Linked DNA regions of Mus musculus: region 1 is linked to region 2. The links are chromatin contacts, called in public promoter capture Hi-C maps. All regions are on one chromosome and are shown on one strand. The core of a region is the stretch at or near the end of the contact, and the rest is flanking DNA. Distances in the headings are between cores, read along the strand shown.

The links. Promoter capture Hi-C pulls out the DNA fragments that hold promoters and counts their contacts.
Region 1: a promoter capture Hi-C map of embryonic stem cells shows a contact between it and region 2, with 4 times the contacts expected there. The contact joins the promoter of Oxct2a here to the promoter of Mycbp in region 2. A contact is called at or near these places in 4 of 39 promoter capture datasets (the 3T3-L1 cell line, embryonic stem cells, liver and 1 more), 1 of 484 Hi-C or Micro-C datasets (embryonic stem cells), 3 of 115 datasets of contacts at active chromatin or transcription factors (embryonic stem cells and kidney) and 2 of 9 other capture datasets (embryonic stem cells and liver).

The regions. Positions count from the first base shown.
Region 1 is chr4:123,320,377-123,325,020 of GRCm38.p6, reverse strand. Oxct2a (3-oxoacid CoA transferase 2A) reads left to right here and starts at 1,342. Exons shown (of 1, transcript NM_022033.4): 1 at 1,342-3,146. The coding sequence starts at 1,435. The coding sequence ends at 2,997. It overlaps Bmp8a (bone morphogenetic protein 8a), which reads left to right. Exons shown (of 7, transcript NM_007558.3): 3 at 312-460.
Region 2 is chr4:123,902,948-123,907,281 of GRCm38.p6, reverse strand. It overlaps Mycbp (MYC binding protein), which reads right to left and starts at 2,269. Exons shown (of 5, transcript NM_019660.3): 1 at 2,195-2,269; 2 at 1,976-2,048. The coding sequence starts at 2,209. It also overlaps D130007C19Rik.

The sequences.
Region 1 (4,644 bases), core at 93-2,592, 580 kb after region 2:
TTCCAAGAAAGGAAAGGGAAGTCTCCTGGGAGAGGGGCCTCAGACATGAGAAAGGGGTTTGGCCTGGAACTCCTGCCCTGTCACTCTGGCTGTGGGGCCCTCACTAGGTCACAGCACTGAGCCAGTGTCCCCATCAGCACATGGACTCTAAAATGTCAAGGGTTGATTATCAGGGAAATGTGGAACCAAAGACACCAGCCCAGAGTCAAGCAGGGAAGAGACTCTGAGAGTGGTCCCCAGGCAGGCACAAGATACAAGCAGCTGTGCCAACCTCCCTTGGCCCTTGGTTAATTGTCCTTTCATGTCCACAGGGAGTCTGACTTGTTCTTTTTGGATCTTCAGACGCTCCGATCTGGGGACGAGGGCTGGCTGGTGCTGGACATCACAGCAGCCAGTGACCGATGGCTGCTGAACCATCACAAGGACCTGGGACTCCGCCTCTATGTGGAAACCGCGGATGGTGAGGCTCCAGGACTTAGCAGGGAGCTGCCCTGGGGTCTTGGGAGGTGGTTCCAGCAGAGGCCACCGGGCTAGTACACAGAGACCTCTCACTGTGTGGGTGTTGGGAGGGAGATGTTTAGCCTTTATTGAGGACTTGGGCAGAATGGTCAGGTCCTGGACATGGGAAGGCCCCAGCCAGGAATGCCTTCTGGTCCACCTCATACATAGCAACTGACCTCCTGAGAGCCAGGATCCCCTCCAGGAAAGGGGTCCTTCTCTCTGGGCAGCAAGCCTCCACTCTGACAGGTTCTGTACTAGGAAGGAGGGGTGGGGGGATCTGCACCCTAGGTTTCCTGAGCTCAGAGCTATCACAGCTCTGCAGAGTTGTAACTCAGCAGGGAAGCCTGTTTCCTTGGGTACAGATGTTTCTACTTCACTCACAGGGGTTTCCTGGGACATTTCCTTATGTTGGGCAGGGAGGACAGAAAGGACAACAGGGCAGGAACAGTCTCTCTGGAGTCCAGCAAAAGGCTGGAAGATAGGTTGGAAAGGGAGGACAGGGAGGTGGCGGGCAGGGGTCACTCTAAGTTAGGGAAACGTGGCACAGCGCTAGGAGAGTTTAGAGTTTAACAGGAGGGAGTGACAGATGGGACTGTGGCTTTAAAAGACCGGCTAACTTCAGCCCTCCCTCCAGGAGTGGGGGATCCTAACCTGGAACTGCCCCATCCCCACCTCTGCCCTGGGGCGAGCTCTCTTAGGTACAATGGAGTCCCAAACAGGGGTTTCCAGTGTCTGTCCCAGGCTCTTGAGAGACAGGCTGGGCAGCAGGGATGGCCAAGGGTGTCCTCAGCTGAGTGAGACCCACGGCCATCCCTGGCAGTATCCTCCTCCCTGCTCTGTGACGCAGCGCAGAGGTAATGTGCACTGCTCTGCAAAGGTGAACCTGGCCTTTCTCTCTCTGTCCCGGAGCTGGGAGCCCCGTGGCCGTGGACGATGGCGGCGCTGAGGCTTCTGGCCTGGGCGCTCCCACGTGGGGTATCTGCTCTCCGCCCACCACCCGCGCTGCCCCACCGCCTTATCCGCCGCTATGTTTCGGACCGCAGCGGGAGTGTCCATTTCTACACGGACCCGGTGAAGGCGGTGGAGGGCGTCAAGGACGGGTCTACCGTCATGCTCGGGGGCTTCGGGCTCTGCGGCATCCCCGAGAACCTGATCGGTGCGCTGAAGACCAAGGGCGTGAAGGACCTGAAGATCGTCAGCAGCAACGTGGGCGTGGACGACTTCGGCCTGGGCATCTTGCTGGCCTCCAAGCAGGTCAGGCGCGTGGTGTGCTCCTACCTGGGGGAGAACGCGCTCTGCGAGAAGCTCTACCTGGCGGGCGAGCTGGAACTGGAGATGACGCCGCAGGGAACTTTGGCCGAGCGCATCCGCGCGGGTGGCACTGGCGTGCCCGCCTTCTACACGCCCACAGGCTATGGAACGCTGGTGCAGGAAGGGGGCTCTCCAATCCGGTACGCGCCCGATGGCCACCTGATTACTCTAAGTGAGCCGCGAGAAGTACGCGAGTTCCAGGGCCGCTTCTACCTGCTAGAGCACGCTATCCGCGCTGACTTCGCACTGATCAAGGGCTGGAAGGCCGACCGCTCCGGCAACGTGATCTTCAGGGGCAGCGCGCGCAACTTCAATGTGCCCATGTGCAAGGCCGCGGACATCTCGGTGGTGGAAGTGGAGGAGATCGTGGACGTGGGTACTTTCGCCCCGGAAGACATCCACGTCCCCAACATCTATGTGGACCGCGTGATCAAGGGGCCGAAGTTCGAGAAGCGCATCGAGCGCCTAACCACACGTGACAGCAAGCCCGCGCCCGGGAGCAAAGACAATGACCCTTCCAGGACGCGCATCATCAAGCGCGCGGCTCTGGAGTTCCAGGACGGCATGTATGCCAATCTGGGCATCGGGATCCCTGTCTTGGCGAGCAACTACATCAGCCCCAAGATGACCGTCTACCTGCACAGTGAAAACGGAATCCTGGGCTTGGGCCCGTTCCCTTTGAAAAATGAGGTAGATGCCGACGTCATCAACGCAGGCAAGCAGACAGTGACGGTGGTTCCCGGGGGCTGTTTCTTCGCCAGCGATGACTCTTTTGCCATGATCCGTGGCGGACACCTCCAACTGACCATGCTTGGGGCCATGCAGGTTTCTCAATACGGCGACCTGGCCAACTGGATGGTGCCAGGCAAGAAGGTGAAGGGCATGGGCGGGGCCATGGACTTGGTGTCTAGTAAAAAGACCAGAGTTGTAGTCACCATGGAACACTGCACCAAGACAAAGCAGCCCAAAATCTTGAAGAAATGCACCATGCCATTGACCGGCAAGCGCTGCGTGGACCTCATCATCACTGAGAAGGCAGTGTTTGAAGTGAACCACTCAAAGGGGCTGACACTGGTGGAGCTGTGGGAGGGCTCGTCGGTAGATGACATCAAGGCCACCACAGCCTGTTCATTTGCCGTGTCCCCCAACCTCAAGCCCATGCAGCAGATTAAACTTGATGCTTGAGGAGCCCTCCAGGGCTAATTTGCCAGTTAGTGACAACTGGACATCCTTAGCAGCACCTGACCACTGTGCCACACTGGCTCCTCCAGCTTCCTTCTGCTAGATGGTGTCTATCGAGAGCCATGTGACCTTAATTAAAAACCCTAACTTGAGCCAGTATGTCCTGTCCCTAACCATTGAGAACTCTGGTCCCCCTCTCCCACTTTCTGTGACATTCACATACCAGGCTGCAGAGGGTTCCCTGGGAGGTCTCAACACCAGTGCTGCCCTCATAACTGAGTCAGGAAACATGGAGGAAAACATGGGACAGGAAGGCATCCTACCCAGAGTGCAGCTGGTGCTACTTCACTGCAGCCAAGAAACACAGAACTGTGGATCCCGGATCGGGAGGAGGAGCCCTCCATCTTGTCCCTCTGCATTGTCTTCTTGGGTCCTCGTTTCTGTTCTTAATTTTGTTTCCCTGAAATCTGCCTGCACCCAACTTCCTCCTGGGAGCTCGCGTGTGTCCCTGTGTTTCCTGTGGGAATCTGACTTCAGGAAGATGCTTGGTGCTGGCACTCCACCTGGAAGACCCACTGTGCACTAACAGTCCCAGTGTGTGTAAAGGAAGAAGCTGGGCTCAGCACAGGTGGAGTGGAATCTAACCAATGGCATGGATAGATTCTTCCCTGGTGAAGTGCAGTGTCACTGTTGCTGCACCTCAGTGACACTGTCCTGGAAGTCCCGTTGGCCTGACTGCCTGACCCCAGTGTGGCAGTTCTGCGATCTGTCATTCTGAATCTGTGAGCTCGAAACTAAAGTGAAGAGTGTGTGTGTGTGTGTGTGTGTGTGTGTGTGTGTGTGTGTGTGCGTGTGTGTGTGCGTGTGTGTGTGCGTGTGTGTGCGTGTGTGCGTGTGTGTGCGTGTGTGTGTGCGTGTGTGTGTGTGTGCGTGTGTGTGTGTGTGCTTGTGTGTGTGTGTGTGTGCATGTGGGGTGTATGTGGGTGTACGAGCGTGTGTGCGGGTGTGTGTGTGTGTGTGCGTGTGTGCGTGTGCGTGTGTGTGTGTGTGCGCGCGTGGGTGCGTGGGTGTGTGTGTGTGTGTGTGCGCGTGCGTGTGTGTGTGCTCGCGTGTGCATGTGTGTGCGTGTGTGTGTGCGCGCGCGTGTGTGTATGTGTGTATGTGTGTGTGTATGTGTGTGTGTGTGTGTGTGTGTGTGTGCGTGTGTGTGTGTGTGTACACGTGCTCTTGCCCTGACAAAGCATTCACCACCCCCTCATGTGTTTCTATCCAGAGCTGGGCAGACTGGTGCCCACTAGGTTAGGGTCCAATCTAATGATGGGGGACAAGGAGCAGAGCTGCTAGGGCCGGTGCACTCCTGCCTGGCCAAGGAGCAGCTTCTCCAGGACTCTCAGAAACAGAACATTGAAAGGAGCAGCCCCAGTCCCTCCCAGCTTCTGTCCCAGCCTCCAATGGGTCTTTGCCTTGTGCTGGGCAGGGTAGGAGTCGCTGTCTGCAGCTGCTTGCTTTAGGCACTGAGGAGTGGATATTTAGTGAGTCTTAATCTATGAACCTGTAAACTGGGAATCTTGGTTTAGCTGCACCCATGGGTGCAGCCCATGTCCAGCCCACCTTACTTTGAGAGCCTCCAAATGTCCCCAGCCCTCCACC
Region 2 (4,334 bases), core at 1,020-3,519:
TTTTACCTAGGCTAGCAGAATTATACACACCAAGACCCTGTCTGGCTTATTATGAGTGCTGGTACCTGAACTCTAGCCCTATAGTTGTGTATCAAGTAATCTTACCTCTAAGCCATCTCTCTAGCCTAGCTATAGTTTACTTTTTTTGGAACAGATCTTGATACATGCTCCAGGCAAGCAGTGAATGCAGATCTGTTTTCCCTCACCAGAGCACTAAAAACATGTCACCATGCCTGGCTTCTTACAATGTTTTCATGTTAGAAACAACTTTAAATCCTCTCTGAAATGTTGCTGAAAGAAAAATGTAAACTTGTATGAAACATCTCTGTTTGATCCTGTAAAATTTGGTTCCCATTCTCTTACACAGCCTGAAGGCTGCACATTGGCTCTGCATTCAGTTATCTACAATTGTACTCCATCTGCCTTTCAGTGTTCTTGCCTGTCAACCTCCTGCATCCATTTCATTCCACGACCCTACCACACAGATTATTTGGGACCAAAAGTGTATCAGTGTTTATCTCCAGAGGTTGAACTATCTACTCATACATAATGAGTGTTTTGGAGATGAGATCCAAGCCTAAACATGAAATTAATTTACATTCCATATAGACCTTATTCACATAATATAAACATGATCTTGAACAAGTACATATTCCTAGGCTCCTGAATTTTGACTGACATAATTTATGCAGTCAAGTATGGAACTTTCCACATCAATACTCAGTAAGTTACAAATCTGAGAGCAATTTAGATTTCAAAATTTCAGATTAAGGATACTTATCCGTACTGTTCAAGGTCTTCCCTCTGCCACTCCATGTAAAATGTCCCATCTTTATCCTTGCTATGGTTTAAGTTAGACATTTACCACTAGCTGGCACTAGTTTTAGTGTGTGTGTGTCCCTATCTAAGCTACAAGCTCCCAAAAGCAAGAACATTTCCATGGCTGTATCCCCTTGGTGCCCAGAACACACGGCTGGAGTAAAATCATTACATGAAAGAAACATGAGGGGTTTTTTTTAACAGAATTCCAAGCCATCTGTGACACTTCTGATGCCACAAACTACAGTGGTCTCACAGAGTAGTTCCTTATACTTTTGCTCACATTGACTTCCGATGACATAAGGAAATGAGTAGTAATTCTAACTTGTCAGTTCATCCATGTAAGAGAATTAAAAGCCCTGCTTTCTTCTAAGTTCTCCCAAATTTTCCCCTAGCTTTTGTTCCCTAAAAAGCAGATACAAATTATTTCCCAGACACTTCCTATTCTCAAAAGGACCAAGTTTTCAATCCCTGCCAGCCATTCCATTCTATTCCCTTGAAAACACCAAGCAATGTTGAGTTCTTACCATGTAGAAGGCATTCAATATACTGTTAAGGCCAGTTAGCTTTATTCTATGATTCCAACCACCATACTCTCTAGCCTTACACCCAGAAAGGAAGGGATACACTTTACGCTTCCATTGTTTTAAAGTAAAGAATATAGCTGTTTTTATGTGCTCTGAAGCACTTTTCAAATTGTAATTCCACTTTAATTATGATATCTACACAAAGTAGGAATTACTATAGGCTAAAAGAGTTGAAAAGCCACAGCCCAAACTGTCTATGAATCTCCAGCTTCGGGGACTAGAGCCATTTAATAACCCACTTTCAAATCCAGTCATTTTCTTAGTTGCCTTTGTCCAAAAGAAAAATTTGTAAAATCCCGCACACTATACGGCAGGGAGCAACTGGGATCTCAAGGTCTTGCTAACGTGTCCACTGCGGCTGCTCGCGGGAAAGCAACGGAAGTTGGAGAGACTTTGCAACAGCTGCAAGAGTTTCAGTCCGGGGCAGAGAGCGACCACCGGGGCGAGGCGAAGTCCCGCGGCCGGCGTGCGCCCGACCCACGGGACCCCAAGGCCTCGCTGCTCCCGGGGCGGGCCCCACCTGGCCAAGAGCGCGCGGACGTGGGCTGCAGCCGCCCGCCTCGGCTCACCTTTCGTCAGCGTGTCCAGCACCCCCGACTTCTCCAAGTACCTCCGGAACTGCTCGCGCTTCGAGTCGGCGGCCTGAGGAGACACGGCGGGTCAGGGACCGGAGCCCGGGGCCGGAGCAGGAAGACGGCGCGCCCCGCCGCCGGCCCCAAGCCCTGCACACGCCCCAACTCCCACCCGGCGCCGCCCGCACGCCCCGAGCCACGCCGCGCCCCCCTCACTTTGTAATGGGCCATAGTGACAGCCACAGCGGCGTAGCTGGCGCCGGAGACACGGGCAGGCGGGCTCCAAGCCTCACTGCTCATGCGCGGAACGGCGCGCGCGTCTGCGCACTGGGCAGGCACGGGCCGGGGCCACCGGGGTGTGGCCTGTTTTCATGGCGACCGGGACGCTGTGTATCCCTGTCTCCTCGGAGCCTAGAGAGGCTGCGTGAGCCCGCCCTCCGCGGTTCCGGGCAGTCTCGCGTCTTCCTGTTCCGGTTGCCGCGGCGATTCGGTTGCCTAGCAAGAGGCGAGGTTTAGGTAAAGCCAGGCGAACGACCTGTGGGGCCCTGGATGGGTGTGGCCAGGAGTTAGAGGCTCCTGATGTAGTATCTCCCCACGTGTTAGTGGGCGCGCACTCCTTGTCATTTGGGTCTTTGGTGAGGAACAGACCAATGCCGTGTTTCTTGGCTCAGAAAAATACCCAGCACCAGGAAAAAGTTCAAGGTCACCCTCAGCTAAATAAAGAATCTCTTTTGGGCTTGTTCAGGGCTTGCTTGTAATCATTAAGCCCCGTGATATTTGCAGATAACTGCTGGCTGGTAGAAAACTTATCTCTACAGCAATGTTGGATTAGGGCAATGACCTCTGAAGTGGTTCTTTTCTCTGCCTTTGTCATTAGTTTCCTTTTTTTTTTTTTTATACCCCCTTAGTGGTTAACATTAAGTTCTTTTCCATATATATTATGCGTGTTTTTATGTTGAAAATAATTATAGGTAGTACTAAGTGTGTATGTCTCTCTAAGGAGATTTCTAAGTGCAGAAGAGGGCCCTTTAATGAATTTGTAGTTGTGCCTGCTACTTGGCTAGATTTTGTTTTGATCTCTCTATATAGAAGTCATTCTATTCACTAGGCGCTGGTGGCACACGAATTTAATCTCAGTGCAAGAAAAGTGGAGACCATCCTGAGTTCGAAGCCATTCTGGTCCAAGATGGTCAGGGCTACACAGAAACCCTGTCTCCAAAACAAAGAATTCATTGTAGTCTTGTTTTAATGTAAGGCCCTACCCCCACCTTATCTTTTTGAAATCCAGTGGATTTTTTTTTTTCCAGGAGTTGGGGAAGAGTATTCATGCCGTGGTGCAGTTGGAGATCGGAAGACTCATAGGACTTGCTCTCCTTCCACCGTTAGTCTCAGTAATTGCATTAAGGTTGTCAGGCTTGACAACGAGTGCCTTTACCACCAAGTCATCTTACTGCTCCCTAGCTGCAAAGTTTCTAGACTATCTAAGAAAAGCAAAACGATGGCTCTATGTTGCACAAATAATGAAAATACTGTCTTTTCTGTTGGTCTTGAGAAAAAAACATATTTGGTTATGAGAAGCCACAGAACTTAAACTCATGTTGAAAGAACTTATGAACCCAGCTTCAACCACAAACTGAATGAAAAAGTGCAAAGCAGAGTCCCCTGGTGGGTGGTGCTTGCCTTGCCTCCCTTTGTTCCTGTTGGCAATGCCCTTCCTCCCTCCCATCTCTGCTCTAAGGCATTCGAGACTCATCCAGTTTTTTTAGTTGAGCTTTTTGGGAATTTTACATGGAGTGGGGATGGGGAGGCGTTGTGTTATTGTTTTGAGGCAGGGTCTCACCATGTGTGAACTCCCAACTCCACCCCAGGAACCTGGATTTTTTTCTTCTTCTTTCTTGGGACTTCCTCCTATATTGGAGCCAATCTAACCTTTCCATAGCCCTCTCTTGGGCCCTCTCTGGAGCTCTAGCTCCTGTCCCAAGCTCTTTAAAAAAAAAAAAAAAAAAAAAAAAACCTCATCTTTGGGTAGACCAATGAGCTGGCTCGGTGGATAAAGCCTGATGTTTGTTGGATCCCTGGAGCTGTCCTATAGAGGAGAGCCAGGACCTGCAAAGTGCCTCCGGCCTCTACATGTGCTGCAGGCACACACATGCACACAACAAACAAAGTATTTTTAAATAAAATGATTAGAAAACCTTCACTACTGAGAGTAATGACATGCGCCTTTAATCCTAGCATTCGTGAGCCAGAGCAGGCAAATCTCTAAACTCAAGGCCAGCCAGAGTCACATGCTGAGATTCTGTCTCAAGTAGAACAAGCCCATCACCCTTTACCAACCATGAACGCCAAGTCTGCA